Regions from separate parts of the Macaca mulatta genome. Here region 2 is linked to region 1. Evidence: chromatin contacts called from public Hi-C data. All regions are on one chromosome and are shown on one strand. The core of a region is the stretch at or near the end of the contact, and the rest is flanking DNA. Distances in the headings are between cores, read along the strand shown. Region 1 holds the start of DNAJC14 (DnaJ heat shock protein family (Hsp40) member C14). Region 2 holds the start of PYM1 (PYM homolog 1, exon junction complex associated factor).

Region 1 (3,363 bases), core at 647-3,146:
ATTCAGGTTTTTGGGGAAGAGTGAAGAAGCCTGAAACATAGAGAATAATTTAGGAATGGGGTTTTCAGGTAGGAGGTAAGAGAAGGGCAAATGATAGATGCCAGAAGTGAGAGCTAGGAGGCATGGGCATGGAGGATGGACAAGAAGCTGGCAAGAGCAACAACATAGGCCTAGGAATACAGCCAGAGCAACATGGGTCACACTGGAGGTAGGAACCCCTGGCAGGGAGATGAGATGGCTCAGGAGCGAGAAGGAAAGTTGGCATCATCCTTGAGGGTGACAGTCTCGGGTAATGGCCCCCTAGGTCCTTGGCCCTGCCCTCACCGAAGCAGCAGTAGATGATTCCAAAGCAGCAGCAAAGGGCACACACCGGGGCAGGTGCCACTTCAGGATTGTCCTGGGGTTCCAAAACACATCTTGGGTCTGGAGGCTCTGGGAGTTGTTGATTAAAGGGCCTGGGGTTAGATGTCACAGCCAGGGGTGGCAAGACTTCCTCCAGGGCCAAAGAGAAAGTGGTCACAGAGGGGGAGATGTCAGCTCCTCTCATCCATCCATGAATGTCTTTAGGGGATAGGGAAACCTGCAGGGGGGCACGGGACAGAAACTTTGGTGCCCATAAATCTTGAGGATTCTGTACCTCTATTTACTTTAAATAATGGTACCCATTTCAGAAGCCAGTATGACCCTGTTGAGGTAACTGAAGAAATCTATAGGATTGGATTGAGAGGAGTAGGATCTGTCTTTACCACTCTCTGAAACAAGGACACTTAAGTAAAATGTAAAAGGAAATCTTATAAAATAATGAAAATCTTACAAAGTAATGAGCCTTTGCCTGCCCCCACCACCCTGCAGCTCTTCAGGGTGAGGATGGAAGGAACAGGAAGCCCTGGATGTGTGGAGGGAGGGGTGCAGGGACATTATTGCCCTATCTGCGATTGGGACTTAATACTATCCCACGAGATTGGGAAGGGTGAGGTTAATAGAGAGGGGAGAGGGAGGGAGACCAGGACAGTATGAGTCATGGTAGGGTCTCTGGACAGCTCCTCCAGCCACAGGGCAGAAAGAGGGAAAAAACCAGACACCAAGAGTTTGGAAGGAGGAATTAAGTATGAGACACACCCACAGTTTGTCAGGGTTTTAAAGCCTCAGCTTCATGCTGAGATGGAGTTGTTGGAGGAAGGGGCATCCAGCCACAGTCCTAATCCCACAGCCCCTCATGGAATAAGCAAGGATTTTGCCCACAGACATCTCACATCCTGGTAGCCACTCGCACCTCCCCTTAGGATACTGGTGGGAATTTTCCTACCTTACCCTTCCCCCAGCGGTATCAGGGCTGCCAATGGGATTTGAATTCAGATCCTGAAAGGAGAACACCAAGGAGGAGCTGGCATTTCGGGCACTGTGGGAATGAAGTGGCATAAATGCAGGCGCTTTACTTCCTTCAGCTGTCCTTTGGATATCAAGGTCCTTACAGGCTGGAGGGTTGGCTCTCGGAGCTCCTCTCCTCAATCTGCTTGGAAGTCTGGGGACCCTGAACAAGATGGGGGTTGGGGAGGGGATGTTAACTACTCACTACCCTGCCAGGGTTGAGGAGGAGGGGGTGGAAGTGCTTCCCTAGACCCCCAGCTGCATCCCCGCTCGGAGGTCCTAGACGCCGAAGGGTCGGCTGTCGGTCGAGGGCACCCCCAGGGCCACTCTGTTTGTTGCTGCCTAAACTCTTTCAAGTCGCAGCCCAGGCTCTGTGAGCTAAATGCAACTAGCTGGGGGGGGGGGTAGAGAAAGGGGACAGGGCGTGTGTGTTTGTCTGTGTGTGTGTGTGTGTGTGTGTGTGTGTGTGTGTGTGTGCGCGCGCGCGCGCGCCCGAGCGCGCGCGCCCGCGGTGGGTGGAGGGGGGTGACATCACAAGGCAGGCCCCTCCAACTCTTTCCCCTGTGTGTGTGGGGACCCAGGTTGCCTACTACTCTAGTCCAGGACCAGAGACCCCCAACTATATAGCAGGTAAGAGTCTTGAGAGTCACCCCAAGAGTTTTGGAGAAGGGTCTCCGAATACTTAGGAGATGACAACCGGAAGCTCTCAAAGCCCCAATAGGGGTCCCAGCGCCCCCCTAGCTCCAGCTTTGGTTTCTTCCACTTCCCAGAGAATTGGAGTATTGTCTTCTGGAGAGCCGGGTGGTCGGGATCGTGGACCCAGGGAAGGGGCTTTTGCTAGGCTGGGAGAGCCAGCGGGGGGTTCATGGGTGGAAAAACTTTCGGATCAAGACGGGGCCTGGAAGGGGCACTGACAGGAGAGGTATAAGGCTAGAGCCGTGTGCAGAGGAGGGCACCGACGGAACGGGAGTCGGGGGCGCATGTGGACGTCCACCAAATAGCTTGGTATGCAGATAAGATGTCAAGCAGCATGTAGATGAGTTCAGTATTCTTTGGCTCTCGGGTAAGGTTCTGAGCCGAGCTGAGTTACGCTCCCAGTTCCTAGGCACCGCTCGGTGATCGGGCCAGGGGAGCTGCGTCCCAAGGGGAGGATCCAGGTATAAGGGGCAGCTCGCCAGCTGGGTCAAGCGAGGGGGAGGCCGTGGGTTGCTGTGAAAGGAGGGGCAGCGCTGCAGGGCGAGGGTGGGGGCCAGTCCGGGGCACCCTCTCCTCTGCTCCACCTCCGCACCGCAGGATACAAAGGGGCCTCTGTCCTCGCAGCTGCCAGCACGGAAGGGATCAGGGCAGTGACTCTTCTGAGCTCCCCGGTTTGGTCTGCAAGGGAAACAGACTACGTGAGGCTCGGTGGCTGCCCTCCATCTCCCAGGAATACACCCAGAGCAACCCTGAGAGTCTGCCCTTAGTCTGCAGGCATTGGTGCAGAGCCCACTTGCCTTGCTTCCAGCGGTGCAACCTGCGGGAATCCTATTCCCACACGCGGAGGCAGGGGTCTTTAAATGGCGGAGCCAGTACTTCCTTAGGACCGCCTCCTTGGAGTCGACGCAGCACTAGCTGGACTGGCTCGCCTCTCAGCCAACCACTATTTCTTTTCCTTCCCGTCTCTTCCCTGGTGACCCCGGAAGTGGAAGTAGGCCCAGGTCGGCGGCGGCGGCGGGGACGGAAGGCGGAAGCAGAGCGTGAGCGGGAGGCGGAGCCGGGAGAGCGGCTCTCGTAGCTCACCCTGGCCCCAGGCCGGGCGGCTCGAGGGGGAGGAGTTACCGCCGTTCTTCGGTACGTCCGTTTTTTTTTGTTTTTATTTTTTTTGTTTGTTTGCTTGCTTGTTTTTGAGATGGAGTCTCGCTCTGTCGCCCAGGCTGGAGTACAGTGGAACGATGTCGGCTCACTGCAACCTCCACCTTCCGGGTTCAAGCGATTCTTCTGTCTCAGCCTCCCGGG
Region 2 (3,363 bases), core at 513-3,012, 88 kb before region 1:
TCGGCCTCCCAAAGTGCTGGGATTACAGGCATGAGCCACCGCGCCCCGCCTGGAAATACTTTTTAAATGAGCTCCCGCTCCCCACCCCTAGACATTCTGAATTGGCCTCTAGTGGAAGTCAAGGAGATGGAGGATGGGAAGGAAGGCAAGCTGCAGCCCCCAGAAAACTTCTGAGGCCTAATTTGTCTTATAAAGGTCCTAGACGGAGTCTCACTCTGTCCTCCAGGCTGGAGTGCAGTGGCGCGATCTCGGCTCACTGCAACCTCCGCCTCCTGGGTTCAAGAAATTCTCTGCCTCAGCCTCCCGAGTAGCTGAGATTACAGGCGCCCGCCACCATGCCCGGCTAATATTTTGTATTTTTAGTAGAGACGGGGGTTCACCGTCTTGGCCAGGTTGGTCTTGAACTCCTGACCTCGTGATCCACCCGCCTTGGCCTCCCAAAGTGCTGGGATTACAGGCCTGAGCCACCGTGCCCGGCTTTAGTTTTGTTTTTTAAATGGGACATGCTGCCTAGTGTAAGAGGTAATCACCAATATTTACCTCCTCCCTCCTTCCTGGTTCCAGGGGTACTGCTGGATATTAAACTAAGTCAAAGTGGGGACATATGGAGGAAGGTAAAAGGATTGATAAGGAAAAAGCTATATAAGGGTGGAGCAGGGCAGAGTTGACACCTGAGGAGAAGAACCTGCAGTCGGGCCCCTCCCAGGCTGTAGGGGAAACAAGTTTAACAGAACTTAGCCCTGAAGGAACAACAGTTGCTGAAATGGGCGGCGGAGGAAAGAGCATTTGGGTTCGTCTGAATAGGGAGGTACGGGGCAGGGGAGGACTACAAATGGAGTGACCCTGCGGGACCGGATTATTGACGAGCTGCCCCGCTTTAGATCCTCAGCGGTTGGACGAGTTTAATTAGAATACTAGGTAGGTCCGCCCAGAAGCCTTTACCCTGCCCTCTGACCCTAGGGCCCAATCCAAGGAGGCACTCAGGGTTAGGAGGTCTGGGAGAGAAGCAAGTAGGGCCCTCATCACTTCGCCGCCGAATCTCCGGCGCCGCCCAGCGGGGCAGAGCCAGGCCAGGGCCGCCCGCCCAACCTGGCCAGCTGCCTCTTCAGCCATGGAAGCTGCCGGCAACCCTGCGGCTACGGAGACAGGTGACCGACCCGTGGCGCTCTCCGCCTTGCACGCCCCTCCCGCGGGTCTCTGGAGGTTGAGTGGGGCGGCCGACAGCAATCGGCACGCGAATTCGACCTCCCCACCTTCTTAGAGAGGGTTACATGGGGTCTTCCAACCGTCCCCAGAAACACTTGTGCGCCCCAGTGCGTTCCTGGAGTTTGTCTGCTCCACGTCACCAAGCTGCTCTCAGGTCTGGGTGCAGGCCAAAGCCTGGATAGTCTTCCTTTCTTCATTTATAAGGCCCCCTTTTTGGGTGCAGGTGGGCCCTACGCCCTTTTCCCTCGCAGGTCGTGGACATACGAGGAGTTCCTGGGATGAGAGGGACTGTGCCTCGGAACTTCTCTTGGCTCCCCGAGGACTGTTTTACAGGCAGCAAGCGCTCAATAATGGTATCGGTGGCAGTAAAAGAGCCCACGGCTTTATTTTATTAACTATTTCAGCTTCTCCCCTCTTCCTCCTCCTCCACCTCCGCCCATGAAATGGTGCACTCTCCCTTTAAGACTAAGATGGTGGCTTGCTACGATCGGGACTCCACTTCCGGTGGGGAGGGGGGCGGGACCCCAGCCCGCTCACGCCGGAAGTGGTTTGCGTTTTCAAGATGGCGACTCCCTATGTTACTGACGAGACCGGCGGTGAGTGCGGGAGGCGCGGAGCCGCTTCTCCCCGGGCTCTCGGGGCAGGGGTTCGGACTTGGAAAGGGGTCTGTGCCCCGCCCATCCCGGGGCCCCTCCTTTGCCCCGCCCCCCGGACCGCCTTCCCCATTCATTCTCTCCTGCGGGGTGTCTCCTGCGCCCCCTTCTGGTCTCGTGTTTGGGGGTCTCTGCTTCCGGTCACCCAAACCCTGGGGTCCTTCAGTGCTGGTCCCTGCTTCAGGACCCTCACGGGCCCTTAGCTTTTCTCCAGCAGTTGGAGCACTCATATCTCTTATAGGTTTTTCAGCCTTGGGGACTCCTACACTCTCAGTTCCCTCCAATTCCTGCCCTCCTACTTTTCCCCTCCCCCATCTCAGCTATACTTGCTTTCTGCCCTACCTCAGTCCCATTTTCATTATTTTTCTCGAAGCGGTATTTGCTGAAGACCTTCTCGTTTCTACATAGTACTTTTTCCTCTCCCTTATCTTCATCTGTTGGGTCACTGAGGTTTAGAGGTGTGAAGGGAAGAGGACCCTAATATAACTTTCAGCTTGAGTTTTCTCCCTGATGGAGCCACCCTTCGCTATCTTATCCTGTGATGGTGATAGAAATTGAGGGGTCTAAGGTGGGAAGAGGCAAACAGGAAAGTGTCTAGTGGCTTTTCTCCGAAGCCCTTTGACAAGTGAATAAAACCCACTCTTCCTTCTGGCTAAAGAATTTCCAGCCTGGCTGGTCGAGATGCTGAAGTGTCTGCTGTGTATGTGAGGTGTATGTGTTGGAAACGGAGAATCACAGCTTTTATCTTGGTTTTGTCCCTTCCTAATGACCTCATCTTTAGAAAAATATGCGTAGTAGTAATAGCTACTCAATGATGATCAAATAATATATGTGAAAGCAATTTACAAAATGCTGTGCAAGTGCAAAGTGTTTCTGTTTTTGTAGCCCTCATATGTGTAGTCTGTAGAAGCAACACTGTGCCTGTGCCTTGGTACACACGGTCTGTTTTAAAATGTGCCATTTTGCTTCTTGCTCTGCTGCTTTCCATGTTCCTTACACCTCTTCCACCTGTCTTATGGTACCTGATGACAACCCAGGTTGCTGCTACTTCTCCCCAACCTCACAATTTAAAAGTGGTACTACCTCTTTCCTTCTGTTCTCTACCCAGTAGCTCCTTCATGAATTACCAATTTTTAATGTGTGCTTTGAAAATACTACTTATCCAGTATATTTCTCTTTACTCTTAATCATTTTCTTTACCCTGACTCCGTGAAAATCCAGGTATGACATCTCACCCTACCTTGCCACTAAAAGCTGTTTTCTGTTTTTAGTGACTATGTGGAAGAGAAGAAGGAATAAACTGCTTTTTTGTTTTCCTTTACTATGTCCAGATCGTTGATCTACCACTGTCACTAATCCTCATGGAAGGTATTGCCATGCAATTATAGCAGTTTCTGTAAAACTTTAGTGTCATCATTTACTGCCCACAAGGACCCAGACCTATTGCATATTTTTTTCTCTCCTCTTTTTCTTGCTGTCATTTTCAGTGTCTCCAGCACCATTG

Evidence for each region. Hi-C and Micro-C count contacts between places; a contact is called where the count stands out from the background.
Region 2: a Hi-C map of fetal cortex germinal zone shows a contact between it and region 1, with 3 times the contacts expected there. The contact joins the promoter of PYM1 here to the promoter of DNAJC14 in region 1. A contact is called at or near these places in 3 of 14 Hi-C or Micro-C datasets (cortical neurons, fetal cortex germinal zone and fetal cortical plate).

The regions. Positions count from the first base shown.
Region 1 is chr11:62,984,165-62,987,527 of T2T-MMU8v2.0, reverse strand. It overlaps DNAJC14 (DnaJ heat shock protein family (Hsp40) member C14), which reads left to right and starts at 1,896. Exons shown (of 7, transcript XM_015151920.3): 1 at 1,896-1,998. LOC707807 reads right to left here and starts at 2,972. Exons shown (of 6, transcript XM_077953097.1): 1 at 2,284-2,972; 2 at 1,312-1,531; 3 at 325-580. The coding sequence starts at 2,972.
Region 2 is chr11:63,071,779-63,075,141 of T2T-MMU8v2.0, reverse strand. PYM1 (PYM homolog 1, exon junction complex associated factor) reads left to right here and starts at 1,762. Exons shown (of 3, transcript NM_001257874.1): 1 at 1,762-1,802. The coding sequence starts at 1,769.